Regions from separate parts of the Mustela erminea genome. Here region 1 is linked to region 2. Evidence: chromatin contacts called from public Hi-C data. All regions are on one chromosome and are shown on one strand. The core of a region is the stretch at or near the end of the contact, and the rest is flanking DNA. Distances in the headings are between cores, read along the strand shown.

Region 1 (3,735 bases), core at 837-3,336, 200 kb before region 2:
GGACAGAAGGAAAATTATAACCACCAACATCTACTCTTTGCCAGTACAATGCCTGGCAAAGGTTCCTCTCCCCACTTTGAAGAGAAGGAAAACTGGAACCCCTTTCTAAAGGTGGGTCTATGACAAACTATTGTCCTGCTGAACGGCCACAGTCAGAATGAAAGCTAATGAAAATACAGGAATGACTTTGTTTAATCATACAGTCCTTTCAGTGGACTCCAAAGTCCTATCCCCATGGGAAGTTAAAAAAAAAAAATCCCCTATGACTACGATTCCCTGGAAAGGTTTGCCAGATTTTTTTAATTACAGGAAAATTAATTTAGAACATAAGCAGATACCTACACATTGTCTAAATCACTAGCTCTGTACCCAAATTAAAAAAAAAAAAGTACAGCAATCAGCAGGACGGGGCATTATAGGAAATAAAGATTGTTAGTAAAACCCAAAACGCTTCCAGCCTGTTAAACCTTCTGAGAGGTTATAATTGCATTTGGCCGCTGCAGGCTTGTCAGAAAGCCTGGCTTCTTAATAGCCACAACCCTAAAAGGACTAACTGTCAAGGGGAGACCCAGCTGAAATCAAACAACAAAAACGGGAACTGTAATCAGCCTGAAATGGGAGGAGGGAAAGGAAGGGAGACTCCTGTATTCATCAGTCAACATTAATGTCCTTTGTTGTTCACCTTTGCACAGAACCGCGAGCGCTACCCTGTTCCTTTTCTTCCGAACGCCAGTGTCAGAGTAGTCCTTTCCTAAAATCTGTCTCCTCGCCTCGAAGACCCAGGCTTTCCGATTTCCCCCTCCCCATTATCACTCCACAGCTGTCCTCCACCAACCCCCAACGCGCTTACCCCGGGCCGAGAGGGTGGCCAGAAGTAAAAACACTGCTGAAATACCCGTTCCCCTCCAAAGACCAAAGAGGCGCAGATGTTGAAATTTACCAATCCCCCAGCCCCTCAACACTCGCACCCCAGGAACCCGGGATAGGAGGAAGGAAGGAAGCTGGGGTCGGGCTCGGTCGGTCAGAACGGCTCTTTTGAGGACGGTGCCACATTCCGCACTCTGAGAATGTGGAGCCGAAGAAAAGGCTTTGCGCCTCCCTTCTGTTTTGGGGGTGTTCTCTATGCGCAGTAGTTGTTGTCTCCCTCTCCACCCCGGGGAATCGTTGCATCCCATTGCCCTCTCCGGGGAAGAAGGGGAACGAGGGAGAGGAGCGCCGTTCGCTCTCCTCTTCCAACTTGACTCACACACGCCCCGTCGCCACTTCAAACTCCGCAGGCAGAGCCCGCAGCGGGAGGGCTGGCCGCGCGCTCTTCCAGCCGTCCCGGCGCTCCGGGAGCCGGTGCGGGAAGCGCCGATGGGGCGGTGAGGGGCGAGACCCCGGCGCACACCCCTCTGCCCGGAGCTGGCCCGGCAAAGCCCCAAACCCGCAGCGCGATGCCAGGATTAGGCATTTCCAGCCCCGCGGAGCCAGAGGGGCGCAGGGGCAAGGACGCGAAATGCGCACCCGCTCGGGCCAGAGAGGCATAAAAGTTCGCCCCGCGGAGACTCACCCACGCCGTATTTCTCGTGCTCCGTAGGTATCCACATGGCTAAAGGGGGGCCCGGGGTCTTTGGGCTTTGTAATCCCCGCGCCTTCTCCGGCTCACAACAATGCACAGTTCCCGAGTAGCGGCTGCAAGGCTGGAACCCGGCGGCTCCGCGCGAGCTGTGGGCGCTGGGCAGGGTCTGCGCTGGAAGCTCCCGAACCCGGCGTTGACAACCGCGCAGCTGAGGCTGCGCCGCCCGCCGCTCTCCCGGCGGCGGCTGCTCACAGTCCTCCGACGAGCTCCCGAGAACCCGGCGGCACAGTCATTGTTCTGATTCACTGAACTAAGCTACAAGCCAGGATACTCTCCGGCGCACCCCCGCCCGCCAGCGCCTCTCCCAGCCCTCCCTGTCCCAGGGTTCCTGCAGCACGCTGGGAATTGTAGTTCTGGGCCTCGCCATCCCGGAAGAGGGCGTGGCATCAGCGGCTGGGGGCGGGGATTAGGCACCGCTCTCCACATCCTATTGGCCCAGGACGTGAAGGCGAGGAGAGGACCTGAAGGAAACCCTGCGTTGATGGGGAGTTCGCCTCCAGTCGCGTTTCCATTGGTTCCGGACCAGCCTGGCGGCCCTCCTTTTTCTCCTCTGCCGCGTAATGGCTGCCCCCGAGACCCAGGGGGCTGCTGCCGGAGGGGAGGAGGACTGTGAGGGCAACCGCAGCAAAGTCGCGGGTGTCAGTTATGAGGGTGAGTACGGTGCCTCTAAAGTGCAAATGGTCTGTCTCCCTTTCTCTGCGATCAGGAGTGCAGCCGATCGCCAGGCAAGCCGCGGGAGCCTGCCTGCTCTAAAGCCACCTGGGCGCGAGGGGGCCACGGGCGGGGCCAGCCCGGCGGGGTGGGGTCCAGGGCGGCTCCCGGGTGGGAACGCTCTGGGGAGGAAAGAGAAAATGGAATAGAATGGCTTTCCGCGAAGCCGAGGAAGCTCCCTGAGCGTTTGTCTTCCGTATGGAGCTCGCAGCTTTGCGCTCCGAGCCGGGTGGGTGTGTGTCCAGTCCTGTTCGCGCATGTGTGATTGTGACTCCTGGATTAGCAGCTCTCTCCTCTCCAGTACCCTGCCTCCGCCTCCGCCGGCCTCGGGCGATGCGTTGTATTTGGGTTTGCGAGGAGGATTTCCAGTTGCAGACCGGTCACTTCTCTCCACTCTGCAAATTTGCTTAATTGCTGGCTGGAGCGGCCTCTGAAGGGAAATTGTGTTTCTCAACAGCCTCTCTGATCGCCCCAGGCCATCTCCAGGGTGGCCTGTGGACCCTGGCCGAGTCCTTAGAAAAAGAGGAAAGGAAGAAGTATTTTACACTCAGGGCTTCAGAGAAAATTTGAAGGTGGTTATGAAAATCATCGCAACTACTTTGGCTCTACGTGTCTTTTCAGTTGCCCTCTAATCCGCTGTAGAGATCAAAAATCAAACTTTGGAGGCTGCCATGGCGGATTGTTTTGAGGATTCCGATCCGTATTCTTTTACCTTTAGTGCATCTGTTCCCGCCCACCTCCTTTCTTTTTTGGCTTGATGTGTAATTTAGTACAAGTTGTCTTTTTCTGTTGGACATGGTTTGGGGCTTAAAGGTTCTCTGTCCTTATTTGATATTTTCGGGGTTACTTTGGTTTTGTTTTCACGATTAAACTGACATTTAGTCTTGAGTTTTTACTCAGTAGCACAGTGATAAAGTGCAGTTTCTTCCCACTGCTCATCAGTGGAACTTCCTAGCTCTGAAATTATTTTAATACCTCTCCCAAAGCATTCTTTGATAGGCTCCCACTTTAAATAGTTATGCCTATGCCCTGCGCAGTTCATTTGGGGGCTTTTACCTAATGGTAAGATACTAGTAAGGTTTTCCAGATTCTCAAGGTTCCAGAGGTCTGGCTATCTGTTTAACATTTAAAGATGGAATCTTTGAAGAATTTATCTCACATATTAACTCATAAAAAAGAAAATTGGGAATTTCTTTCAAAAACATTGTAGAACTTTTAAACATCTTCAGTTATTATAAAAATTTTCATAATAGGGGTGCCTGGATAACTCAGTGGGTTAAGTCTCTGCCTTTGGATCAGGTCATGATCTCAGGGTTCTGGGATTCAGCCCCACAACGGGCTCTCTGCTCAGTGGGAAACCTGCTTCCCCCTCTCCCTCTGCCTGCCTCTCTGCCTACTTGTGA
Region 2 (3,873 bases), core at 924-3,423:
AATGCAGGCAGAGCACATGTTCAAATCTTGGAGCCTGGACATCCAGCCTGTATGGATGTCAGTGGGCTTACACTGTGGCAAAATTATTGCCTTAAGTGTAGTATTATTTATTTCTGTATGATAGAGATCCTGGTGTTATAAAAGGTATGGAGTTCTGTGTTCCTCTAACCTGGGTTCGTCTCACTCAGTGTGGCCCAAGGTCGCTAGACTTCAGATGTGTAGTCATGGGAAGGATGATGGAAGGAAATCATGCGAGCTGTGTCCACCAATCTGCATCCTGACCTGGTTTACATGCTCTATGTGGCTTACTTGCTGCCTTAGGATTAAAGAACGTAAAAGCCATCCTGAAATATGGCCCCTTGGAGAGCATCGTTGAATGGGCTGTGTGACCTGTAGGGATATAGTAAGTGACAACAGAGCATTACAAAGAGCACTGAGTTGTGAGGAGGAAGAAACAGTTCTGTTTAGGGCTTCCCTAAGGCTTCATTCACATGGCTGAAGAATGGGATGAGTTTGGGGAAGCACTGAGAGATGGAGCTGGAAAGGGAGTCCAGGCCAAGCTAAGAGGTTTGGCATTGAACATATTGGTAATGGAACCGAGGAATGTTTTTGAGCAACTATTAAACTAGTGAATTAGTAAAACGGGATCATAAATAAACCTGACAGCATTATCATGTGTGAAACCTTGGTGAATGACTGGAAGATCCCTTTAGGTGCCCAGGTTTGAACTGAGGCCATGTGTGACTGGAGAATAGTACATGAATTTAGAGTTTTATCATAAAACTGATTGGGGAACATGAAAGAGAGTGGGGAACCACATAGGAAGTTTGAGTTTTTGAATTTGGACATAGAGGATAGTAGTACTGTGAACACACAAGGGGCACAGGAAGAGGGAAACAGTTCTTGTTTTAGTGATACTGGATTGAGGTGCTGGCAGCACATTCAGGCGGAAATATGCTACAAGCAGCAGAAAATAAGAGAAGGAGCCCAGGAGAGAGGTGGAGTGAGGGATTAGCCACCTACGCTGGGGTGAGTCAGTGAGTTTGGGCATAATACATGAACATAATGACAGGTCCCAAATACATGACAAATTTAACAGGGAAGACATACCTAAGAGTGCCTTGGAAAATAAAAAACACTGCGATATTGGTATAGTTTATATATATATAAACTATAGTTTATAGTTTATGTTTGTTTTACCAGCTGTTGAATTCTCAGAAACCAACTCTTATCCCAGATTGACCTCCTAACTGGCCGAACTGTCAAAGGACTCATTTTTGTGTAGAAATGTGACTCCTGTGACACTGAATCACCAGATCTTTCTGGTCTATACTAGGAGAAAGAGACGAACTACACGACTAAAGCACGCCTTTTTTTGTAGGTAGGGGGCACACAGCCCCTCAATTATAGGTAGTGGTGATCACTAAACTAATTCAACAACTAAAATCTTGGAGGTGTTCCCGAGGAGGGGTATGGGTGTGCCTGGACGGAAGCTGCACGGAAGCAGGGGAGAGGTTAAACAGAAGAACGCCACCCGCGAGAGAAAGATGAGCTAAGCCAATTGCGTAGCTCCCACTTGGAAGCTGGCCTTCGTCATCAGGCATACTCGCTTCATTGCTCACCGCCTGGGAACAACTCGGTTTATTCCGAGGCGGGGCCGCTGAGAAGCAGGGGAGGGGACAAGAGTAGGGAGAAAAGAGCGCAGAAAAGCCCGTTTTGGGCGGAGACAGGAGAACTTTCCCCCGAAGATTTACTACATTTCCCAGAATTCAGTGCGGCAGAGAGGCGTTGATCCGTGGTCGCCGCTGGAAGATTTGCGACATGGGATTGGTAGTCAGCATCCATCGGTCGCCGGAGGTAGGACTCCGGTGGGGAGTCTATAGGGATTGGCTAATGAGAGTTCGAGTCCCGCCCACAGATGGTGACGACAGGCGGCGGTCTTGCTACTTAAGGCGTCGTGGCCCAGCCCGCCCCGCCTTAGCTCCCGCGCTAGAGAGAAACATGTATCGTTTCCGCTCACAGCTCTTCACGGGGATTTCTGCTGCTGCCACCGCCCGCTCGTACCCCCGCCGCTTCTCGCCTCTGTTAGCTGAAGACTCGCCTCTTAGCCGCCCGCCGCACAGACGCACGAGTAAAAAGTGCAGTTCCATCGGCTGATCCTCGCTAAGCTCCGAGTTTAGGCGGCACCGGGCGTCCCACGATGCCGAAGAATAAGAAGCGGAACACTCCCCACCGCGGTGGCAGTGGTGGCAGCGGCACAGGGGCAGCTGCAGCGACGGCGGCGACAGCAGGTAAGGGGGTATCCCTGCCGCCGACATCCCCGTTGCCGGCCGGGCTTGCGAGTCTCAACCTCGGGCGCTGTGGGATTTGTAGTTCCATTCCTCTGGACATATGTGTCGGCCGGGCTCTTTGCTTGACTGGCGAACTACAATTCCCAGCGTGCCGTGGGGGCAGTACCTCGCGCGATTTGGATCTGGCTTGCGGACCGAACTCTTTGGCACCGGCCTTGGGGGCGGGGAGGGGCGGCGCGAATAGGTTCTAGGGCCTGAGAGTGGATCCGGGTCCGGGGTGACGGATTGTTGGGCGGGAGAGGAACTCTTCTCAGAAGCTGGTGCTTGCTCCTCAGAGCTCACCCTGACGGAGGGTGGGGCCGGGAGAGGATTTGCGTCTTTCTATCAGTGGTTGCCTTTGACCCACCGACTCCAACGTGGAGTTCTGGGGAATGCCAAAGGTCCTGCGCGTTTGGCCCGGCTCTTGCGTCACGAGGCCCGCCCTTGCGCTTTGCGGCCCGGGTGACGCAGAGGCGCCGGTGTGGCATCCCATCCCGTTGCCGCCTTGGGCAGCCCGCGTGTCCACCTGGCTGGGCGGAGGCGTGGAGGCTCAGGGCCACTGTCCGAGCCTAGGGTCCATTTCTATTACAAACTGGCACCTCCAGAAACCCCGCGCCCCCGCTTCGTCTGCGGAGGGTGCTCCAGCGACCTTCTCCCGGGGGGCAGAAACCGCGTTCTCCTTTGTGCAGTGTTCTATAGGTTCTGTCCCTGAGGCCGGGGTGGGCGAGGTGGTGGGGAACTCAGGTTGCAATTGGCCAAAAGTTTAGATTTTTTTTGTGTTCTCATTGCAAAGTTGAAGCTTTTCCTGAATGGGTAGGTGCTTAAATGAACTCCTGATTCTCTACTACTAACTATAGGGTTAGGGGAAAAGGACTTAAAAGAAAGTCTTATGAAACACCACTAAACTTAAATCGAGTATTAATGAAATCATCTCATTTAGTAATTTTTTGGTCGAGATTTTGAAGTTAAATATTGGAATTCTCGGACTTTAGCCCATCAGAACTAGTACTAACCATTATGTATTTGTCAACACAATTGCTTATCGACCCTCGTAATGATACGCCTCTGTTCATTAATGAATAGTCCATTTTCCTTGTTAAAGATGATACAAAACTGGCGTTTAAAACGCTTTCCTGTAGGATTTATAGCAGCATGAAAACTTATGTTCTGTAGTAAACATTTAATAATTGACAATAGAAATCAATTATTATAGTTGCAGTTTTCCCCCTTTTTATGTTGCTCTTTATTTTTATTGTATGCCCTCGATACTCATGAAATTTGTTCTTGATCAAGATGTAAAATACAAAATTAGTTTGTTGTAGCATTTGATTGTCAATGTGAATAGAGGGTACCTCTATTCTTTTCTGTATTTTAGCTTTTCCTCCTCTGAAGTCAATTTGAATTGTCTGGGAGGTCCTTATTCATTTTACTCTTCTTTAAGTTTTTACCTTTTGTTGGTGGAGCAGATGATGGTGGAGCAGCAAGCAGTCATTTTAAAAGTTGTAACGGATGTTACTCATGGCTTCCTCGAATCACAAACAAA

What was found. A called contact is a pair of places that touch in the nucleus more often than the background predicts.
Region 1: a contact with region 2 is called in a Hi-C map of spleen, with 4 times the contacts expected there. The contact joins the promoter of ZNF277 here to the promoter of IFRD1 in region 2. A contact is called at or near these places in 2 of 3 Hi-C or Micro-C datasets (skeletal muscle and spleen).

Annotation. Positions count from the first base shown.
Region 1 is chr11:36,812,740-36,816,474 of mMusErm1.Pri, reverse strand. It overlaps ZNF277 (zinc finger protein 277), which reads left to right and starts at 2,086. Exons shown (of 13, transcript XM_032304746.1): 1 at 2,086-2,272. The coding sequence starts at 2,182. It overlaps DOCK4 (dedicator of cytokinesis protein 4), which reads right to left and starts at 1,959. Exons shown (of 52, transcript XM_032304002.1): 1 at 1,553-1,959. The coding sequence starts at 1,589.
Region 2 is chr11:36,612,665-36,616,537 of mMusErm1.Pri, reverse strand. IFRD1 (interferon-related developmental regulator 1) reads left to right here and starts at 2,173. Exons shown (of 12, transcript XM_032304802.1): 1 at 2,173-2,291. The coding sequence starts at 2,201.